2 separate regions of the Hordeum vulgare genome follow, and region 2 is linked to region 1. Evidence: chromatin contacts called from public Hi-C data. All regions are on one chromosome and are shown on one strand. Each heading gives the region's core, a stretch centred on a gene start, on an enhancer-like site or on the middle of the called end of the contact. The rest is flanking DNA. Distances are from core to core; before and after follow the strand shown. Region 1 holds the start of LOC123406972 (protein IQ-DOMAIN 33). Region 2 holds the start of LOC123411033 (ubiquitin carboxyl-terminal hydrolase MINDY-2).

Region 1 (5,192 bases), core at 1,641-4,140:
TGCTGAGCACGCTATCAATTTGTTCAATCGGATGGTTAGCGAAGGGGCGAAACCCGACTACATCAGTTTCATTGGTGTTCTTTTTGCATGTAGTCATACTGGAATGGTTGAGCAAGGACGGAGCTACTTCAAATCTATGAGCAAAGACTGTGGCATTGCCCCTGGAATTGAACACTACAATTGCATTGTTGATCTTCTGAGCAGAGTAGAACTTCTGGAAGAGGCTGAAGATCTGATAAACAAATCACCCTTCAGGGATGATTCGTCCTTGTGGGCAGCAATTCTTGGCGCTTCTTCCACACAGTCAAACCCAGATGTAGCAGAAAGGGTTGCCAAGAAAATGATGGAGTTAAAGCCTCAGTACCACTTGAGCTACGTTCTTCTTGAAAATGTGTACAGAACAGTTGGACGGTGGGAAGATGCTTCTGAGATAAGGAGGCTGATGAGATCAAGAAAGGTGGAAAAGGAGCCCGGAACGAGCTGGATTGATGTAAACAGAAGCAGACAACATATGTGGAATGTTAGTGGGGCACCTTCAGAACTAGTTGCCTCCGAGGATATCATCATAAGTGAAAGCAGACCTTAACATTTTCTTTGTTTCTGCTTTTGTTGGCGATTCTGCCCTCTGATTGCCCTATGAATCATTTGGAGTTTGGGATGAATTCTACCATGTATTTGTTCCCAAAAGGTTCTACTGTTATAGCTGCATTCCTGAAAATTGATACAAGCTGGTGCCTTGCAAAGTTCAACGCTTCAGTTGATTGAGATCATGAATAATCTGCGGAGCACATGTATTCGTATATGCTTCGCGGCCTATGGTTTATGTGGGTGCAATGCCAGACACTTGTTTGACATGGCAGGCTTGGATGGGATGGCCTTAAGCCCTTAACCACCATTAACACAAAAATGGGACTCTCAGACAGGCTGTCTACTTATTGGCTTCATTTGTAATCACAAGTACGTTTTCTCTGTACTTGGATCTGTAATTGTTTTTCATCTGTCTCTGCTCAGTAAGATGAAATGCTTCCTTCCATTACTAATGGATAGCATAGCTACTAGTAGGTTAACCTGCTATATTAATCCAACTGCAGATTCATTTTGGAATATTCGTAGGGTAGCTTTATGTTCTTTCTTTCAAAGGCATATGTGTGTCACTTGTCTTGAGCTTGAATTAATCTTTAACGTACATGCCATATGCAATAATCTGAAACCATCTCCTGCATATTATGCTTGATTTGAATGTGGTTGTACAGTTTGATGTATTTACATAATTCTTCATAGACGAGCCTGTTTTGTTGATAACGAGGAATAGTATTCATTGCTTCCTGATTATTTCGTCTAGCATTCATGAGACTGAAATCAACATGACATTATTTGTTGTTGTCACAAGTAGCAATGATTAGCATCTACTCCCTCCGTTCCTAAATATAAGTATTTTAAGAAATTTTACTAAGGGACTACATACAAAGCAAAATGAGTGAATCTACACTTTAAAATATGTCTATATACATCCGTATGTAGTCCCCTATTGAAACCTCTAGAAAGACTTATATTTAGGAACGGAGGGAGTATCAAGGATCGTATTGTCTGCCATCCCAACTCTCTTCCATGCAACGAAGAAACTTCCTAGGTTTAGAGCCTTAGGGTTTAGGGTTTAGCCATTTTAGTGAACTTATACAAATGACATGCATTTTGATGTGTATTTGAGAATAACAAAAGGTCGAGCTCCTTAGACAATTATATTAACCGGAGCATATGGCCCTATGCTAAATCGCAGGTGCTTGATCGAGCATGCTTATTTCATCACTTCCATGCTTCATCTAATGGTATTTATAAATCCAGAGGCAATGCTCTCAGGATGCGAGGAGAGAGCGCCCTTGCCCCGCGGCCGATCGCCATTGGTGCAGCATAGATGCAGAGTGATTGAATGCGTGGAGCCACTGGTAAGTACTCCTACTTAGTAGTATGATGATTGATGGCCCTGCCTGATCCGCATAATCCATCATTGGTACTACAGCATACATACGTCAGGTGTGCTCGAGACGAGGGACAATTCAGGGGCACACCAGCTGGTCTACCTATGTCGATGACGCTTCATCTAGGACATCCAGCTGTCAAACTCAAAACTCCTAGCTCATGTCATCAGATCTCCGACAGGCGCCACGTCCAGCCATACGTCGTTGCGCTCACTTGCCCATCTACGCCCTGGCTTTGTATTCTGCTTTCGTTTCTTCATTTCATCATCCTGTGCCCTTTTAACTGTCAGCGCATGAGGAGAGCTGTACCGTCAGCACAGCCTGACCTGAGGCCGCGCGGGGTTCGGCCTGTGCCTTTTAACTGGCTCGGGCTTGACATGGGGAAATGGAGACCGGCCGGTGCGGTGCCACGCCGCAGGATTCATGCGTCGGCCACAGTCGAGGCCTCAGTTCAGAGTTGAGACTTCGGTTGGGTTCAGGTCCGGGCTCTGAGGCCCTGCTGTTGCTGTCAACAGGCAGGCAGGCGGGTACCGACCCTAGTGTGCTTTTTATCGTGTGATGATGAGGAGGAATCTGCAGCGTGCTACAGCTCGAGAGCAGGACTGTAGGAGAGAGGCGGGTGGAATATGGGTGCACCCTGGAGCAAGCAAGGCCAAACAGAAGATTAGGTTGGATGAGGCGAGGGAGAGCAAAGCCATGTGGGAAAAGGGTGCACCTCTAGAACCTTTTATCTCCGGACATTCTTTCCCGCTAATCTCCTTTATTTCCTCACTCGTCAGAAGGCTAATATAAGTAAGCTCCTGCCGACAGATCCATCATCATGTATGTACCTGAACGGCCGAACCGTGCACGGCGACCCCCACCCAGGCAAGAAGTCGACAGCGGGAGGTTCGTTCCACTGTCTCTCTATCTCTAGCCTGTAGTACTCTCTGTACCGTAGTCTGTACCCCCTTCATGATGAATGAATGGACTGACAGCGACTGTCCGGATGCAAACTGATGATAACCATAGCGAAACGAACTTGGTCTTGACTAACCCCTCCTCCCCCCTGAAGCTAATAATCAGAACATGTCCAAAAGAGAGAGAGAGGGAGAGAGCAGTGTGGAACAAGACGCTCCGGTCCAGCTCTAAAGCCCCCTTGCCTCCTCTCCTCTGCCAGACCCAAAAGAAAGCCCAACACATGGGGCCTCGCCCCGTCTCTCCCTGTCATCATCAAGGCCACCGCGGCGTGTGCGGATCCGCCAATCAAACGCGCGCCCGCGCCTGCCTTTACACACACAAAGTTGCACCCAACCAAAGCAACCGCATCGCATCTCATCTCTGCCTGTTTTGGTTGGATTCACCACCTCTGCTCCGCTCCGTACTCTGCGAGTCTATGGCCGCTAGTCCCCCGGTGGTGGTGCCGTCGCTATAAGGGCACCCGGCTAGCCACACGCACGGCTCCGTCCCGTCGCCTTGGATCGGCTACTCGGTGAGTGAGCGTGTCAGGGCCTTGGCACGGTGCAGCAGAGCCATGGGCCTCGCCGGCGGCATTGTCCGGAGAGTCCTCTCCAAGAGCCCCTGCGGCTCCTCCTCGTCGGCGGGACGCGGAGGCCACAGCGTGGGTGCATTGCATTCTCAACAGCAGTTCGAGATTTCAGTCTGCCGCCGCAATGTGACATTCTTGTTCTTCGCAGGAAAGGAGCCCGGGCGACCACAAGAGGCGGTGGGGCTCTCTGAGGCTGTACCTGTGCGGCGAAGAAAACGGCGCGGGTGCCGAGGATGGGGAGGACGACGACGACGGGACGGTCTCGGCCAGGAGCTTCGAGACATGCGCGATGACGCAGGACGCCCATGCTCCGGCGGCAGCCGATCAGGGTCGCCGCGAGGTGAACGGCGGCGCGCGCGGCAACGCTGAAGAAGTTCGAGTTAAGTGGAGCCCCAGCGAGCCGACGAAGCCGTTCACCGAGGACGAGGCCGCGACGCTGATCCAGTCCGCATTCAGGAGGTTCATGGTGCGTTCCTGAAAACTGAATGAGAATCCTGATTCAGAGCCCAAACTGCGCCTAGGTGGCCGCAAGCCGATCGCTCATGCGGATCCATTCGCGTGTGTCTGCGTTGCTGCAGGCAAGAGGCCGCTTGCTGCAAGAGGAGCTGAGGAGAAGCTCGGGACAGGAGTGCTGCTACGGTGAAGAGCCCAAGAGCCCTGCCTCGCCGTCCATGGCAGCATCGGTGGAGGTCCAGATTGGGGAGTCCCTGAGCAACCTCCAGCTGACCGACGACGGCGCGTCGGTGTCGGCGCAGCACCGGGCGGGCCAGAACCAGAAGCCGCGGCCCCAGGTCTTCAGAGCCAAGGTACTGCAGAGCTTTTGCTGCCGCTGCTGCCACACTGTGGCACACAAGGACTTGACCGCGATCGCATCGCTTTTGGTCAAGGGAGGGAAATAGTGTTACGGCTTAATTAGGCAGCTAAATGAACAGTCAACTTATATTAAATGTGATGTTTCAGGAGGAGTGGGACGACAGCACGCTGAGCTCCAACGTGCTGAGGATGAGGATCCAGAGCAAGATGGAGGCCACCACGCGGCGCGAGCGCGCCCTCGCCTACGCCTTCTCGCAGCAGGTAAGCTGATGGAGCTTTGAGGCAACGATCGAGTAGTGTACATTTCATTTGGGTCTCTCTCTTCTGAACTCGTCTTGATGGGCAGCTGAGGAGCGGCGGCACGAAGAAGCGTTCGTCGCGGTCGGAGCAGGGGGAGTTCAACGTGGGGTGGAGCTGGCTGGAGCGGTGGATGGCGACGCGGCAGGCCGAGCCGGGGGCCGACGACAGCGCGAGCAAGAACGCGACGGACGCCGGGTCGGCGGTGGCCGGGCGGCGGGTGGTGGTGGTGAGGCGGCGGCAGGACGTGGCCGTCGAGGAGAAGGAGAGCTGCGGCTCCAACGACGTGTCCGCCATCAGCTTCGACGGCTCCAGCGCCGGCGGCCGGAGCGGCCTCAGCTGCTACAGGCCCGGTAAGAACAGGCTCAGGGGGGGCAGGAGCCTGCCGCGGCGCAAGGTGGCGGCCGCGTCGTCGGACCACCATCGGCTCCAACCAAGGTCCCACAAGGTAAGCAGTCCAATCCTTCGAGCCGCCGCCATGATTAGCCTCGCCTGCAATGTCGTCGTCCTGTGCTGATTCCGAAATGCTCTGATGTGACAAGGTGAGCAAGAAGGCGCGGCAGAGGGAGGAGAAGCAG
Region 2 (4,713 bases), core at 683-3,182, 650 kb after region 1:
ATGACATTGCAAGCAAACTGACTCCAGAGACGGAATATAAAGCCACACAAACAATCACAATACAAATATCTCTGACTTCTAAGAATGAAAATGTAGTGTTATGTAGTAAATATTGCTGACAGGACTCAGAACTCAGGGAGACCAAAATTTTAAAGATGGTATAGTCTTGCACTCTTGCATATGCATAATGCCTTAGGAAGCAAAGACATTGCACACTCTACAGCAATCAGTGTTTTATACACATATATTTTAGGTATTCCCCATATGTGCATATTCTACATCGTTCATCATCTATGTAATATTGTGATTACCAACATTGAAAAACATAAACATGGATGGAAAAAACAGCAAGATCATATGTAAGATAGCATTGAATCCTTTAATCAAGTTCACGGGCATACAAATACCGATTTCTCATGTTTATGAACCTGGCCATCATTGTTTATAAAGCGTCCCGCTTCAGACGCTTAAGCGTCGCTCAGCGCCTTAAATATTTGCCCGCTGTAGGCGCTTAGGCATCACTTAAGCGTGAGAGCTGTGGTGCTCGCTTTAGGTCGCTTTACCGCTTTATAAACAATGCTGGCCATTCATGTGTCAAAACTTTGCATCTCACCTAAAGTATTATGGCTGTTGTATGAAAGTTAGGTGAGACAGGCTATACCAATCTCAATACGAACTAAGCAAACATAGAGGTTACTTGTTGGTCATGTAACAGCCAATTCGATAGGGTGTTCTGTCATTGCAGGAAAGCAACATGTAAACCTAATATGTCATAGGGATAAGTAGTACCTGAGGATCCACTATCCATCCATGGTATAACGGAATATCCAGAAGGTCAAATATGGCGCGCTCTGGGGTGAACTCAAAGTCATCAACCCTGCAACGTTGACATAAATGCACCTCAGAACAACAAATTATGTGCCATACACACACACACACACACACACACACACGCGCGCGCGCGCGCGCGCGCGTGCGCACCCATAGAAGATAAAACATAACATCGACCCGCAATCTGAAAACCTGGAACGCACTTTCTGAACATGACATTCACATCGATGCCAGTGGTGAGGCGCGGTAGAAGGTCTATCGCGTCCGAGATGTTGTGCTCCCAGTTGCGGGCGTACTCCTCGTCCTTGCCCTGCGATTCGCAACTCAGCCCTATTTTCAGAAATGAACGCCACAAACGACCAGAGACTTAGCGGCAGGAATGCTGATCAGCCGGTCGAACCTGCGCACTGCTGTTGGAGTCAATGAGGCGGTCGGCGACGAGGGACAGCAGCTTCTGCTGCGACACCTCGCCGGCATCCGGGTTCAGGCTGATCACGTTCTTCAGCAGCAGCACGTTACCTGCAACCACACAAAAAAACGCGCGCGCCAAAACCCACCCAGGTGAAATCGGGAGCAACCAACCACGGAAACGGCGGGTCAGCCCGAGCGGGGAAGGGGAGGGGAGGAGGGGCTCTCACAGATGGCGAGGAGCGGGCAGGGCCCGTTGTCGTTCTGGTAGACGATGGGGGTGCGGCGGCCGAGGAAGTCAACGGCCCTCGTCTTGTGCATCACCTCGGGCGGCTCGAGCGGCTGCGCGGGCTCCGGCTCGGGATCCAGCGCGCCGAGCGGCGGCGCGGGCGGCGGGAGCGGGGGCGTGTCCGCGGACATGGATCTCCCCCCGCGATCGCCCGGGGCGGGGGCCTAGGTCACCGGAGCCCTAGCACCGTGCGGGTCGTCGCCGGCGCCGTAGGAGGCGGACCCCGCGTCCGGCGTCGCCGGGCGGATTGGAGGGGAGGAATGGCGAGGCGGAATCGGGTGAGGAATAGAATACCGAGCGTGGCGAGGAGAGACAGTGGGGCGCCCGCCTGCCTGTGTCTGGCTGGGTTGGCCGATGAGGTGGGAACTGGAGGGAGGATCGAGGGGGCTATTAGCAAAGTTTGGTAAACTGCGGGGAATCTCTATGGAGGATCATTATCGACTAATCTTAGTGGTGGCGGTTTACTCGATCTGGTCCCCGCAGTTTATCGTAATAGGGAGATCCTAGTTATCTTTCCAGAGTTTTGTGACTTGATCCCCGTAGCATTTCGCAATTAGTTAATGAAGTGTTTATTGGATTTTTGTCTAAAGACGGTTGCAAGTTGTAACTAACAGACCAACGACTCCTGTGGCCATTTGTCTCCACAGCTAAGCCTACACTGTCGTTTGATGATGACATCGAAGCCCGGCAACTTGTATAAAATAAAACAGAGCCCCCGGAATTTGTTTTAATAGCAGATCAAACAAACCACAAGATTTTCTCAAAAGAAAAAAAATAAGAAACTGGGTGTCATCTACCATGGTGATGGAAGCTTCGAGCTTAGCGCACAAAGGTCTACAGAACGCAAAAAAGAAACTTAGCATGGAAGTAAACGGCACGCGGTCGCTTGCTTGGAGCAGTCGTTGCACGACTCGCCGCACGTTTGGCTGGGGCCTTTTTTTTTTTGCACGAAACCGACGTTCCTTTCTGCGAATCCCGGCCGTCGGATGGGAGTGGGAGGTCGGATCCGGCCGTCCGAGTTGCGTGCATGTCAAGCCTGGAGAGAGGAGGCTTGATTCCGTTTCGGCGCCTCCTCGCGGTATTTTGCTTCGTCGCGAGGGATTGGCCGCGTGCTGTTTTTTTTTTTTTTTGCTTGCTGCGAGGGGGGTCACACCTAACCACGTGACCATCCGTCGGTTTGGTTGCTGCAGGGAGGGCTTGGAATGAATGAACGGGTGGATGCAGCAACAACCTGCCGAATGCCCCAATCTGGTTCGTGCTTGAATTGGGGTGGAGGGGGGAGCGGGGGAGGGGGCAATGGGTGGGAAGTGCATGGATGAACCCGACCCGATACGTAAGAACCCACTTTAAAAAAATATACATTTCTAAATGCTAAAAAAACGTACTCCCTTTGTTCCTACATATAAGTTTTTTAAAGATTTCATTAAAGACTATATATGAAGCAAAATGAGTGAATCTATAGTCTAAAATATGTCTATATACATCCGTATGTAGTACCCTACACTATTAGGGAAAACCCTAGTAGTACCGCTGGTTTTACCCTTAGTAGTAGCGCTGGGGCCAGCGCTACTGCTAACGCGCTATAGCAAACTCTTAGCAGTAGCGCTGGATTAAAAGCGCTACTGGTATCTACGTTACGAGTAGCGCTGGAATAAGTAGAGCGTTACTGCTAATATTCCTGCTTTTAATATTTAATTCGCATCGTATGTATGTCCCTCCTACGTATTTGTGCATGCTCTATACAGTGGTTTCATCATATCATAATAAACATGCATAATTTGCATCACATCATACACATAAAGTACTCCTTCCGTTCCAAAAATCTTGTCTTATATTTGTTTAGATACGAATGTATCTAGTCAAATTTAGTATTTAGATACATCCATTTCTAGACAAAGCTAAGACAAGAATTTTGGGACGGAGGGAGTATTATGTCATATAACTCATCATCATCTTACGTACTCATCTAACAATTCATCATCATCTTAATCATATACCAAGTTATCATATAACACATAAAGTAAAACAGAGAAACATCATAATAGTCATCATATGCATTCGATCATGTCAAGTTAATATAAACTAGAATAACTTGTCTCTCATAAGATCTAGTCCTCGCTCTTAGGTATAATGTCATAAAACAGAATAACACATATGTCTCCATGATGAAGCACATAGATCCAACGGTCTCCAACTTATGGCTTGCGATCCTTCTTTATTTCTCTCCATGCTTTAATTTGGAGCCTTTTTGATTTTGGTTTGAGGTTACTCGAGTATGGAGCATCGAACTCAGCCCTCAGCGGGCTTTTAATTTTCATATGACCTTCTGGGTGCATCAACAGAGGCACTACATCATGTGGCAGTTGTTATTGAAGATCATAATAATAACCTAGTTAGCAATGTAATCAACATCATTTATGCAATAGTAGAGCGTACTTAATTAGGAAACTCTTACCAAAATATTTCAGCGAATGTCATCTCGCCTCAACCAATGCACTAGTGGCATGTAAAATGTATAATTTTGGCCAATTCCAAAATTATATGGGAAGGTATCCCTAGAAACCAGAACACCAACAAGAAAGCAAAGAAGAACATCATTCTCCTCCCAAGTTAGATGTGATCCACACGTGTAGTGTGTCGTGTTAATTAATTTCCATAATTCACTCGAAGAAACGAAATAAGCTGTAAATTATAATTTAACAAATTTAGTATATGGATGAACACCAACTATTTCTAAATACAAATTGCAAATTACTTGGCAAATATGGTTGAGGAACTCACATGGAGGTAAAACAGGAAGCATATCAACAACCACCCAAATGTCAATGTTGCCTGGCATATTATCTTCAGGACGAAGATCGAAGGTTATTTCCATACCTTCCTTAAATCCATATGCCTTGCAAAGATCTTCCCAATTTGGGCACCCAAATTCTGTTTGAAAAACTGAATTAAATACTTTGATAACAAATGTGTGACCATGTATAGTCCACAGGTTAGCGCTCCTCGTCTCAATTCTCTCGTGGTCTTTGAAACCGAGCCTCTCCAACACATATCTTCTTGCATGGCAAGGGAGGAACATATCTTCATTCTCATCAAGCTTCATGCTGAAGAACCTATCGTTTCACAGGTGAGGCGTGTCGCACATACCCCGACAATCGCCGCAATATTCACACTCCTAATATTCA

What was found. A called contact is a pair of places that touch in the nucleus more often than the background predicts.
Region 2: a Hi-C map of seedling shows a contact between it and region 1, with 4 times the contacts expected there. The contact joins the promoter of LOC123411033 here to the promoter of LOC123406972 in region 1. A contact is called at or near these places in 3 of 6 Hi-C or Micro-C datasets (leaf and seedling).

Annotation. Positions count from the first base shown.
Region 1 is chr7H:554,824,718-554,829,909 of MorexV3_pseudomolecules_assembly, forward strand. LOC123406972 (protein IQ-DOMAIN 33) reads left to right here and starts at 2,891. Exons shown (of 6, transcript XM_045099991.1): 1 at 2,891-3,576; 2 at 3,653-3,970; 3 at 4,083-4,310; 4 at 4,465-4,578; 5 at 4,664-5,062; 6 at 5,157-5,192. The coding sequence starts at 3,490. LOC123406970 (pentatricopeptide repeat-containing protein At1g03540) reads left to right here. Exons shown (of 1, transcript XM_045099989.1): 1 at 1-1,200. The coding sequence ends at 586.
Region 2 is chr7H:555,477,436-555,482,148 of MorexV3_pseudomolecules_assembly, forward strand. It overlaps LOC123411033 (ubiquitin carboxyl-terminal hydrolase MINDY-2), which reads right to left and starts at 1,933. Exons shown (of 12, transcript XM_045103949.1): 1 at 1,470-1,933; 2 at 1,232-1,350; 3 at 1,035-1,141; 4 at 790-877. The coding sequence starts at 1,659.